2 separate regions of the Mus musculus genome follow, and region 1 is linked to region 2. The links are chromatin contacts, called in public Hi-C maps. All regions are on one chromosome and are shown on one strand. Each heading gives the region's core, a stretch centred on a gene start, on an enhancer-like site or on the middle of the called end of the contact. The rest is flanking DNA. Distances are from core to core; before and after follow the strand shown.

What was found. Hi-C and Micro-C count contacts between places; a contact is called where the count stands out from the background.
Region 1: a Hi-C map of centrocytes shows a contact between it and region 2, with 2.0 times the contacts expected there. The contact joins two enhancer-like sites. A contact is called at or near these places in 1 of 39 promoter capture datasets (pre-B cells), 1 of 15 datasets of contacts at CTCF or cohesin (large pre-B cells), 23 of 484 Hi-C or Micro-C datasets (B cells, CD4 T cells, CD8 T cells and 12 more), 10 of 115 datasets of contacts at active chromatin or transcription factors (the 230-238 cell line, CD8 T cells, Th17 cells and 5 more) and 3 of 9 other capture datasets (adipose tissue, liver and pancreatic islet).

Annotation. Positions count from the first base shown.
Region 1 is chr13:30,763,655-30,769,860 of GRCm38.p6, reverse strand. It overlaps Irf4 (interferon regulatory factor 4), which reads right to left. Exons shown (of 9, transcript NM_013674.2): 9 at 2,880-6,206. The coding sequence ends at 6,194. Among named protein-coding and RNA genes, the nearest start is that of Irf4, 18 kb to the right of the region's middle. Within about 2 kb of position 1,915, at least 50 of the 459 cell types and tissues checked have an H3K27ac peak or open chromatin away from gene starts, as enhancers often do. A contact at or near this core is called in B cells, CD8 T cells, Th17 cells and 8 more, where this site is marked.
Region 2 is chr13:30,832,814-30,839,111 of GRCm38.p6, reverse strand. All of the region lies in intron 23 of Exoc2 (exocyst complex component 2), which reads left to right. Among named protein-coding and RNA genes, the nearest start is that of Irf4, 87 kb to the right of the region's middle. Within about 2 kb of position 4,556, at least 87 of the 459 cell types and tissues checked have an H3K27ac peak or open chromatin away from gene starts, as enhancers often do. A contact at or near this core is called in B cells, CD8 T cells, Th17 cells and 8 more, where this site is marked.

The DNA of each region.
Region 1 (6,206 bases), core at 666-3,165, 67 kb after region 2:
ACTAGCTATAACACTAAAGAAAGTGAGTCCTGTCCCTTGCCTGAGCAGCAGAATAGAGTTGGCTCTGCTGGTGTTGGTGTGGGTGAGCTTCAACGGCAGAGCTGGAAAGCTTGCTCTGGCTCTAGATGCCTGTGGCATTGGGTGAGTTAGCCAGGGTACTCCTGGAGAGCTTGCCCTGGTGGTGTGGGTGCAGGAGAGCTGGCATGCTGACCAACTTAGCTACCACCCAGGCCCAGATCCAGGGTTTTGAGTTAGCTCTATGCCATCTATGAACTGCTGGTATATGTGAAGGAGAGGGTACTACAGGCCCAAAGCTTCAAGATCTCCATGACATAGGACAACAGGAGGAGATTCTATATGAGAAGAGCCCTGGTGAGGATCCAGTATTGACAGTGTAACAGAAGCCAGAGGCCTTGAACCAGACCAATGACTCATTGCAATGAACATTTGCATATAAGGAAGTGTGGACAAAAGGGTATACTGTGGGACACACTGTGACACACTGCAGCTTCCAAAAATTTTTTTTCGGAGGCGGGTAGGTGACAAGGGTGGAGGGTGGATATGAAGAGATGGGAGATGAGTGGGACTGAGGTACATGATGTGAAATTCATAAACAATCAATAAAAAGTTAAAAAAATAAAAAAGGAATGACCAGTGATATGCCATAGACACAAACAGTAAATACCAATGTTAATAGCTTTTGTGGCTGATGAGCACTACTGGGAGGTGATACAACCTTAAGTACAACCTTTGATAGGTGGGGTCTAGTGTGAGAAAAGTTAGATAATTGAAGATTATTATTGAAGATGCACCCTTGAAGGAGCTTCTAGTACCTAAACTCTGCCCCACCATCCTGTGTGTGTGAGGGGTTCTCGCACGTGTGTGTGTGTGTGTGTGTGTGTGTGTGTGTGTGTAAGTTCTGGCCCACAGTCAGCTCTGATCAGACCCATCTCAGCATCTCCATCATTTTCAGGTGTTGATCCACACCGTTAACCATGGAGTTGTTCTCTCATCTTGCAGCTATGGTTCTTTCTAACTCATGGCTCTCACCATTCCTTCCAGCATACTTTTCTCAGATCACTATCCCCCACTGTTCTGGCTGTTTTGATCCTTAGTCCCAAAGGAGAGGAGGCAAAGCAAGAGAAAGTATGAAATCGTTTCTCAGTGGCACAGAGATGCCACTGAAAGGTGAAGTGCTTAGAAAGAAAGGATGTTCTATCATCATGAGAGAGAGCTGGCCAGGTGAGCAGGTGGGCAGAAGTCTTCCAGGGAAGAGCAGGGTACCTGTGTAGACATCCTCTGGCCCCTGGCTTAGGCTGTAGAAGAAACATCCTTGGGTGCCCTATAATTCCTAACTAGACATTTATTAAAAGACATTTCTGCTAGAAAACATGAGATATTACAACCAACCTTGCAGTCCCTTCCCAGAAATAAGGCATGTAGGAGACGCCATGTTTTTGTTTGTTTGTTTGTTTGTTTGTTTCTGGGATGGATGAGTGTTGCCCATGTGAAAAACCCTGTATTTGTCTTAATACTACCAACTATAGAAAACCAAATCCAACAACCAAAGTTGTAACTGGAAAGAAAAGTCTAAGACCAGAAGCCCTGTGGGAATAGGAATATCATGTAAGAACTCAAAAGTCAGCAAAATCTCTTCAAACAAGCTTAGGTTCAAGTAGTAGAACTTTCTGGAGAAATCCTGGCTGTGCATGCTGGCCTGAGCCCATCTATACTTATGGGACACACAGAGCTCCCAAAGTAGGAATAGTAGAGCAATTGGTTTTTATTTAGTAAATTCAATATGTTGTTTAGATCCTTGCTAAATGCTTTTCTCAGATCTCTGAATCTCTGAGCTTTTCACAGGCCACAGTCCTATCCTGGGCTGACAGTCTTCCTATGACACTGGAAGATACGGAAGTTCACAGCCATGTCAGGAAGTGTGTGTGATACAGCTGAGAACGGCATTCTCTGACTTGGCTTCTCAGAGAGGAATTTCAGCCAAGGTTCTCCTAGGGATACCCAAGAGTCTACCGACACCCTGTGCCTCTCCCCCGGAATCTCTCCTATCAGAGTGCAGGCTCACTATATGCTACCCTCATGACAACAAACTCAGAGGAAATCAAAGTATAAAACAAACCATTAAAACAAGTTAAAAAATATTTTCCCTAATTGGAGAGATGGCTCAACTTGGATAATAGTCCTTGTTGCTCTTCCAGAGGACTGGAGTTCCAGGTTCTCGCGTATGTGGCTAACAACCACCTGTACCTACAGTTACAGGGGATCAGACCCCCCTCCCTGGCCCTACAAGTACTGCATGTGCATGTACCTACAAGTAGGTAAACTCACACACTAGATATTAAATTTTTTTTCTAAAAATGAAAAAAAAACACAACAAACAGAAAAAAAAAAAAAACACCAAGTCTACCAGGCCTTTCAGAACATAGGTCTAAGGAGGAGGAGGCAGAACAAAGGAGCCCAGTGTGAATAGTTGCTCCCTCAGACACAGCTGAGGGGACTTGTGCTAGTAATGACATGGTTGTAGAACTAGCTTGCTTCTTCCCCCTCTCTCCCCCCTCCCCTCTTCTTCCCTCCTCCTCCTCATCCTCCTCCTCCTCCTCCTTCTTCTTCCTCTCTCTCTCTCTCTCTCTCCCTCCCTCCCTCCCTCCCTCCCTCCCTCCCTCCCTCTCTCTCTCTCTCTCTCTCTCTCTCTCTCTCTCTCTCTCTCTCTCTCTCTCTCTGCTGAACACTTTAGAGATCTGATTTCAGGGACTCACAGGCAGCCAGGAAGGAAGTAGGCCACTGACAGCCTCACCAAGAACCCAGCAGATAGAGGAAGTGTTTCAAGGGCTGTGAGGATGGTATTAAATATGCTCCTCAGTCAATCTTTCTAGAAATCCTTTATTTATCAAATATTTTAAAACACACAGCTTTCCTTGTGAAGCAAGTTTACAGCAAAATCCATGGCCTATCCATCCAACGCCGCAGGCAGGATGGTGCCACACTTTCCTGTCGGGCTTAGACATGACAGGAAGCCAAGATATGAGCTCGAAGCCAGAGATCTCTGAGTCCTGGTCCCCAGCAGGTCTTTCACTGTGAAGGGGGTGCACAGCGCATGGGAGCAGAGGGGCAATGATGCCCTTCCACATGAGGTGGGTCCACCTTGAAGATTGTGAAGCCTGTAGCAGTGTCTAATAAGAACTGGCTTGCCAAACACTGTCTTCTACTTCAATATACTCTGGACTCATGTTCCTCAAAGCACTGAAAATGGGTCCAGGAAAATCAGCCTTCTCTGCGTTCACGTGACAGTGAGCAGCAATTAGCAAGGACTAAGTGAGTTTCACTTACGGTGCAGGCTTCTTCAATGAGTGAAGAAGCAACTTGCAAAAACATACATGTGGTAGGGCAACATTGCAATGTATGCAGCAGCCATGTGATTTAGGGAGATAAATAACAAAAACAGAGACCTTAACAATTTCACAATTTTCACCAATAACAAAAAACAACAACAAGAACAACAACAATTCACCAGTGGGATGGGCAAGACTGTGTGGAGAGGGATGAGGGGGCATGTAATTAAACCTTGTGTGGGTTTTTATCAAAATATCAGCAATGGGAAAGTTCGTTTAAAAAGTAATATTGAAGGCTCTTCCTGTGTAGGACATGACACCACCCTGACTCTCAGAATCCTCTGCTGCTGGGGCTCACATTCAGCCTGTCTGCAGGGCAAGGGCACCTCACATATCAGTCACCACACTCAGCCTGCTGGCGTTCCTGTGTCTGGCATACAGCCACTCAGGCACCGCACCTGGGCCTCTGCAGGCTGGGCATTCTCACGATAGAGCAAGCCTCTCTGTGCTCCAATCCCAGAGTGCATCTGGATTTCTACAGGTGGGGTCTACCAACTCTGTCCAGGACAACGACTGAGGGCTTTGGGGCTTCTAGTTTGAAACTAGATACTTAAGCCTGCTCAAGGACCAGAAACAAGCCAACAGAAAGCACCCGTGAGACTTGCATATTTTCTCCCTAGGATACAGTGTTCCTCAGCCTACCTCTTCAACGGCATCTTCCAGTGCAAGCAAACTAAATTCTACTGTGTGCATTGCACTTTGTTTCAGCAAGGGACGAGGAAGGTGTTCCTCTTTGTGTCAGGAGTGTTTACCCATCATTCCATTTGTCAAGATGGAAGGCATCAGCATGCATGGCTGTAAAGTGAAACATGAACTGGGGGCTCGAACCATACAGCATTTTCCAGAAAATTCAGCTTCACTGTTAAAACAGCTTAACATTAAGGAAAAAAACCAAAAACCAAAAGACTTCACATGGCAATTGAGACAAAGCATCTGCTTATGGACTGAAGAGTCATGGTCATACAGGACCAGGCAAGGGACCTTGGTGAAGTGCCAGATATGGTTAAGATACTCCAGGAGGACAGCTGTGGCTTGGGGCCTCAGGAAGAGTGCTTCCCGATTTTGCCTTCATCTTCCCTTGGGATAATATACCCCAGAATGTTTTGCATCTATAAGATGTATAAGTGACTTTAGTTCACGAGACTCAGTGGGCTGCTGGGATGGGTAGCTAAGAAGATGTCTAAACTGCACCTAGGCACATAGCAGTGGAAGTCCACATGCCACTCAAAAGATGAGGTAAATCTGTATAGTTGGGTACATAAGAGTGTCATCACATATCTCTCTCTCTCTCTCTAAGAAAGGGCAACTTCATATATATGTATTGAAAACTAAAACATGCTTAAAGGACAGACTGAACTCTTGGGGCTAATACTAGCAAGGAGGATTCGAACATAAAATGCATTTCAGTTCTTACCTTCTCTATGAAAAATGCTTCCATTTTCTGTAATGTGTATTATTTGTCAAAGGTTCCTTTTTAAAAATAAAACAATGAAATGAGACACCCAATGGTCCATTGCTTATTGAATGTATGCTGCTGAAAGACTTAAGAAGAAATATTAAGAGTGGCATGTTAAAAAAAAAATTAAAAAGAAGTAAGTGCCAAGTGTGCAAGAGCGCTTAACTCTTTCTGAGCCCGAAAGAGTCAGGAATGATGTTGTGGTAGGAGAAAAATCCCAGAGCATGGCAAAGCCACCTAAACAAAACAGTAACAATAAAGGATCAGACGGTTGTGAAGGCAAGTGAGACTCTTTGGGATTCTGTGAAAGAATGTGTTGTTGGAAAAGAAGCCCGGTAGCTTTGAGACTCTGTCAAACTATTATTGGCACAAGGAAGCATCTAATATACAAAATAAGCAGAAACAGCTCACTGAGTCTACAGCTGTACACTGAACCACTGGTGTCCGGGACAGTTCCCAACCTGCTCAAAGGCTCCGCCCTTCCAGTGTTGCCATGGGGACCACTGATGGCCAACAAAACAAATAGAAGGGGAAATGGCACAGAATTTTAAAAATCTATCTCTAGTATATTCGGTCTCTCTCTCTTCCTTTCTTTACAAAAAAGCAACAATTCTAAAGAATGAGAGGCAAAACAGAAAGGGGAGACAACAACAACAAAAAACTTTGTAGCCGTTGTTAGATCAGAGGAGATGCAAACATGTCTCATCTTATATGTCCCTGATGGTTTTTTGGCTCAAGTATGTGGCAACAAGAGTCCACCAGCTGGCTTTTAGGGAAGGGCAAGAAGAGGGAGCAAACAGGATGTAGGGTCTACTCAGAGAGAGTGCAGGATCAGGACATGATAGCCTAGACTGGACCTAAGAACCAAGTCCCTTCACTCAGTGGACATGATCTGGGCAACCTACAGCTCCTCTATCCAGGAATGCGTTTCTCTGTGAGTGGACAGCGTAGTCTCTAGTCTAGACTTTACTTCCCTGAGAAATGGACCAATAATACGTATGTCTTCTCTTGTCAGGGATTCATGCTGGCACAGGTTTTCAGTCTTCAAGCAAAAGTCCATCTATACCAGGCTAAAGCCAGCATTCAAGTACATGTAAACACAACACTGATCAAGTTTCACAGTTATAAGCCAGGGCACAGTCACCCAAGTCCTGGCACTTGTCAAGACCTGGATGACAGGCACTCTTCTGGGGGAAGCTCCTCTGTTGAGCAGATACAGCTGTTTTTCCTCACAAAGCCCTGTTGTTGTCTTCAAGTGGAAACCCACTCACTTCTTAGCTCTTCCAAAGAGAAAGGGCAGCAGCCGGCTGCCCTGTCAGAGTATTTCTTCTCACTCTTGGATG
Region 2 (6,298 bases), core at 3,307-5,806:
CCAAGGGTCACAACAATAGCCTCTATGGTTTGAGGAGTCTCTTCAATTCCCCTGACCAACAACTCTTGAAGGAGGATTCCCATGGCTGTCACTGGGGGTTTTGGTAGATCGCCTATGGCTCTTGTGGGGATCATTATCACCCCAAGTGGCATAAATTCAGATAGACAGACAGATAGATAGATGTGTGTTTACTCATACACATTATATATTTATTTCTAAATAGAACAGTATGATTCTCTATTGCATTTTCAAACATCCTTGATACTGTTTATCTGTCTTCTCTCTCCCTGTATTGCCTCCCTCCCATCTCCCCAGTTAAAGTCCCCCATTTTTCCCATTTTCTTCTTTATAGTAACAGTTATCCTCTCTAGAACTCTCCCTCCCCATGGTCTCTTGATAATTATAATTCAGAATAGAGCTTCCATTGCTTATTTTCTTATTGGTTCCTTTCACATCATTTTCAAAACACTTTCAAGGATTTTTTTTTAACCCTTCCTGTCACTTCTGTAGCTCTCTGCCCTTTCTACAATCCATCTTGTATCTGGGACCCTGTGGGTCTCACAGGATTCTGAAGCTGCATATCCGTGTATGGCATGTGCTTGGATGAAGAGACCCATAGACTTAGTCCTCTTAGTGAAAGTGAGCAGCTAATAGGGGTTTTTAAGAGTGCTAAAGCTCAGAGCGACCCTACTCAGGTTAGAATTGTTCTTGCAGTGTGTGCCGTCCAGCAGCACTGATAAAGGTGCTTGGTGTATTTAGTGAAGTAATGCTCGTAGTGCTCTGCTCTCTCCCGAAGAAGCAGCAAAAGCCACCCACCTGCACAGCAGCACAGCACAGTAGCTGGCCACTGTGATTGACATTTATCCCAAACACTAGGGTGCTGGCTTCTGTACCTTTGAAAATAAGATCTTGAGCATTTCCTAGGAATCCATAAAGGAGAAAGTTAAAGGTCTTGGGTGGACAGAAAGACCTTGGACACCCCTCCTTTCATAGGTGAAATGTGCTTGACAAACCTGGAATTTCCCTTTCTTGGCTTCCCAAAAAATACCATTATCAGCAAGCTGATTAATTAGTGTGGCAGTCAACCAGGAAGGTGGCATAGCCTGACAGCCTGAGTTCAGTGTCCCAGGCCCAGGTGGCACAGGGAGAAAGCCATTTCTACAAGTTGTCCCTTTGATCTCTACATTCTCATGACCGCACACGTACACAGCAAAGTAAATAAATGCACAAAATACAGTTTGCCTGAATACTACATTGTATAAGCAGGAGGGGGTGGGGGAGGAAGGAAGATAAAGACACCTGAGATAAAACCCTCAGCAATTAGCCATGTTTTTAAGTATTTGGAAGAAAATGAAGCATTTTGTGTCTATCAGAGCAAGTTAAAGAATGTTAGTAAAACCTGTATTGTACACGGTACTCAGGATGCCTTTTTTTTTTTTTATCAATTGACTTCAATTTTCTGATAATACCAAACACTAATAGTCAGAATGTTTGACTGACAACCACAGTAAATTCCCAAATATGATATACTTGAAAACCCATTCTTGCCTTTTGAAATTGCTGTCACTTTTGGTTACAAATGCTGTGACAGCCTGTGATTATAGTGACAAGGACTTTTAGGAATTTTCTGTAGAATGCATAGCACGTTAGCAAGTTTGTGTGTTAAAGAGCTATAATAGTAGGTTTTATAAAATTACAGAAACTGTCTTCATGGACTTAAAATATGATGGAGATGAAAAATATAATATCTTGTACTCTGTCCTGGATAGTGTAAAGAAAAGAAAAGTGATTTGCATTCTTGGGCTTTTATTTCTCTACTTTGTTGTTTGCTGCTATGGCTTGTGTTTTTATATTTGCTGAGAAATGGGTCTACCAAAAAAGAAAGTCTGGCAATTCCTGTTTTGTTTTTATTAGAGGTAGTGCTGCTTGTATATGTGAGAGCCCATATGGGACAGCACTGAAAGTAGACTGTTGAACAAGGGTATGCTTTGGGTGGGACTGGAGCCCCGATGTCCAGCTGCTCACTAGATAACTGGCTACACATACTACAGAATAGTGTGTGCAGTGACTGAGCACTGTAGCCCAGCATGCATGTGCACAGTGACCACATTCTACAGGTTAGTGTGTGTGTGTATGTGTGCAGTGACCATACACGATAGCCCAGCATGCATGTGAGCAGTGACCACATGCTAGAGGTCAACGTGTCTGTATGCCCTTATAGTTAGGCAAGGGCTGCTACAGTCTACTGGAAACCCTACTTCCCATCCTTATCCTGCCAGTGCATGTGGAACTACATGTTTGTATGCATGTGAACATGTGAAACATCAAATGGTATACAAAGGGATTATATAGTTCATTATGTAGTAGTTATACTTTATTTTAAGACTAGAAAAACTCCTTTGAAAGATCTTGACAGTGATAGATTTTTAGTGAGAAGTAAAGATACCTCTTTCAAATACACCTGCATTTATTTCTTAGTATGACAGTTTCTCAGTTATGAAAGTCAGTAAATCTAAGGCAGCAAAATAAAGTGGACTTAGTCCTAGACCTTCAGCTTATTTAAATATTAACTCCAGCACACTTCTCATACTCTGCAAGTATGAAACCATCTATTGTGTTGCTGTTGACTGAATTCCTGTTCACTCCTGGGAGAGGGTTCTGCTGTTTTTTCCTATATCTTTGACCGTGGAAATGTATGTTACAGTGGAGCTTTCTGAATCTAGACCACAGCCACCACAATATTCAGACCCAGTTAGCACTGCAAATATACCATTTGACACGTTTTATAAAATAGGCGTTTCTGCATTTAGATCATGTTATAACTTTAGGTGTAAATATACTTGTATTGAGAGGGTTAAAATTTGTATACCTTTGATTTGAACAATCCTATAGACTTTTAGGTTGTACCTCCTGACAGCAAATATGATGTTTTAATCACCGTGGGGAGCCATGAACAAGTCCTTCCTTTGGCAGAGCTATCAGGGAGAGTGAAGGCATTGCATTTCTTTGGCATTAAAAACCTGCATTGAGCTATTGCAGATCACTCAGGATATATCTAGCAGAGAGGATATATCTAGCAGAGAGGATATATCTAGCAGAGAGGATATATCTAGCAGAGAGGATATATCTAGCAGAGAGGATATATCTAGCAGAGAGGATATATCTAGCAGAGAGGATATATCTAGCAGAGAGGATATATCTAGCAGAGAGGATATATCTAGCAGAGCACCGGGAAAGCAAGCTTCTTGTGAGGACAAAGAGCAGCTCAGGGGCTGGAGTGAAATAGCCACTTGAATCCACATGTGTGAAGGAAGATTGCATCGTAAAGAGTCAGAAACAGAATCCCGTGTATGAAATGAGGAGCTGAGCCCTCCTCTATCCTCTTGCTCCCCTTGGATTGTGTGTCTTGTCCTCAGAACCATCTCCGAAAGCTGTTATCGAAGCTCTACAAATAAAGGCTCAGGCAGGTAGACAGCCCCTGGGGAGCCAGAGGCTCACTCAGATCCACCACCCTGCCCTTTCTACGTAACCTCTGTCTTCTGCCATTGGATCCACCAGTGCAGAAGCAGCACTTTGTGTCTTTAATACTCTCAGCAGATTAGTGGCTTGTGCAAAAACATAGGACTCTAGAGACAGACACTTGTACCTGGATTCTTACTGTGGAAATGGGGCTTGACTAATTCACAACTGTTGACTTCTAGTTTTCACATGACCAAACTTTTTAATATCTAGATTGATCCTTTGATTTAATGACTAAAGTTACAACAGTGGGCCACTCCTTCATATGAAAGATTAGTCTATGGAGCTGGATGTTGAGGATGAGGCTCACACCCAGTTCTTTCTCTGCCCCACAGTTGGTTCCAGTGCTGGGGCACCTCACTACAGCTCACTGCTCTCATAAGCCCGAGAGCAGCTCTGCACCTTCTGCACACGGGTGCCAGGCCATGGGCGGGCTCCTCACATGGGCGGGCTCCTCACATGGGTGGGCTCCTCACATGGGTGGGCTCCTCACATGGGCGGGCTCCTCACATGGGCGGGCTCCTCACATGGGCGGGCTCCTCACATGGGCATGCTCCTCACATGGGCATGCTCCTCACATGGGCATGCTCCTCACATGGGCATGCTCCTCACAGCTGACGTGTTTTCCAGAGTCCACAGCTCAGTAGCCTGCTACCCAGCAGTGCTTCCAGCCCAAGCGTCAGGTTTCAATCTTACAATCTTACTGAAATAATATTTTCTTTAAACTGGCCTCCTTGAGATTTTGAAAATTGAACAGTTCCTATTTATGCAATATTATGTTCAGAGTGGTAGTTTACAGTGTGAATAAAAACTCTCATTTGCATGGAGAGAGTGAATCTTTTTTGTTGTTACTTTCACTTTTCCAGTTAAGACTGCTTTCTAATGAAAGGCTTGATGAGGGGATGAGAGAGGGGTGTGTGTGAGTGTGTGTGTGTGTTGGTGTGTTAATGTTGTGTGTGTGTGTAGTTAGTTGAGACAGAGTAGTTTTAATGTGTCAGTTCGTGTTAATTCTGTCTCCTTTGAAGGCTGAAGTTCAGGATGTCAGGGTTATGAGGAACTGGCTGACTCGTGCGCTAATGCTGCAGACTGTTCTGTGACATGCGCTGTTGATGTGATCCATGGTTCCTGTAACACATCACGTAAACTGCTGAGGAGAGGCTGGGGACTTGCGTCCCCCTTGCCTATTTCTAAGTCTTGAAAGCTGTTTTTCTAAACAGCTTTTAATAATAAGGCAGTTTATTGATACTAAGTTCCACTGAATTTTATTTATATGTATATAAAAGTAAACCATGAACTCATTAGTATTTTCATTGCTGGTAATACTTTGTTTTCTAAAGAGTAGAGTTTTCCTATGAAATCCACCATAGTGATCAGTAGGACCACATTTTGATACAGGAAAAGTCCTGGTATAGAAAACAGCACTATAGAGGCAGAAGTTATTATTCACACACTCACAGTAGGGCCACCTTGCCCCTGAGGATACAAGTCAGTATGGGAATGTACACCAAAACAGGGAGACCTGTACTTCCAACAGAAATTTGCTTTCTCCATTACAACAAAAGCTAATTGTATTATGTGATATTTAGGCTTCTTTGTCTGTTATGCCAATACTGATAAAGTTTCTGACTATCTTTAAAAAAAAAAAAAAAAAACAGGCAGTATGTGTCTTTAGAGTATAGTTGAATAGATAGTTTACTTAAAAAGAAAAAAAAAAAAAAAAAACAGCCCAGGCTTCTTTCATGTAATGTTTCAGTTTGACAATTTTAAAAAGTACATTGTGGGATATTTATAGTATTTTTCGATCTATTTTTGTCAGTAGACTAGGAGTGCTAACTGATTTAGGGCACAGGGGTTAAAAACAGGAAATGTGGTGTACGAAGTAGGTTGTCTCCAGACTTTCCAATTTCTTGAAGTATTACCTACCGGGGAGTGCCGGGTTTCAAAACAACACTAGCAGAGAACTTTGAGTTTGTCCATAGAGAAGCAATGTCTGTTGTGCCAGGAAGTGGTTCACGGGAAGGAAGGTCTGCATTCTTGGTATGGCTTCACATGGTACGGCATGCTTTCTGTAACTCCTTTTGAGACTCCAGACAGGCAGAGGAGTGAAAGGCTTGGCTTCGTCCACCTTTACATTTTGCTTAAAATGCTACTTGATTTTTTTTTCAATGAAAAGTTTTGTCAAATTGCTGTTTAAAAGTTTTCAATGAACTGTTGAGTTGGGACATGTTGTAGCACCAGGCAACCCATGGTTAAAATGCATGGAGAAGCAAGACCTCTGTTTCCTGTGGCCTTTTGAATGACAGCTTGGCAGAATCTACCAAGACTGAAAACCCTCCAACGCAGCAGTTCCACCTCTAGGTTATCCTATTAAAATAAAATGAGCTAGGTGATACATCCCTGTAGTCCCAGCACTCGGGATGCGAGGAGGGGGATTATTGCAAATTCTGGACCAGCAGGTCTACAAAGTACATCTACATGTGTACTATATGAGCTCAAACCTATGACATTTCTGGAAAAGACAGAATGGTAGGGGTTTGCGGGGAGAGAAAGCAAGCAGCTTCAAGGTTAATGGAGAAGGAGACATCCATGAGAGAGGCAGCAGTGACGTTTCAGGCACAAAGACTGTCACATCACTGTAGTGGTGAGCATATTCCACTAAGCCGACAGAATGTGCATCTCCAGCAGTGGCCCTGTTGTGGGCCCTGGCCTCTGTTGCTAGGGCCATCAGTGTATCAGCTGTACCCTCTAGTGATGCGGGTGTGTGTGAGCGGGGCAGGCA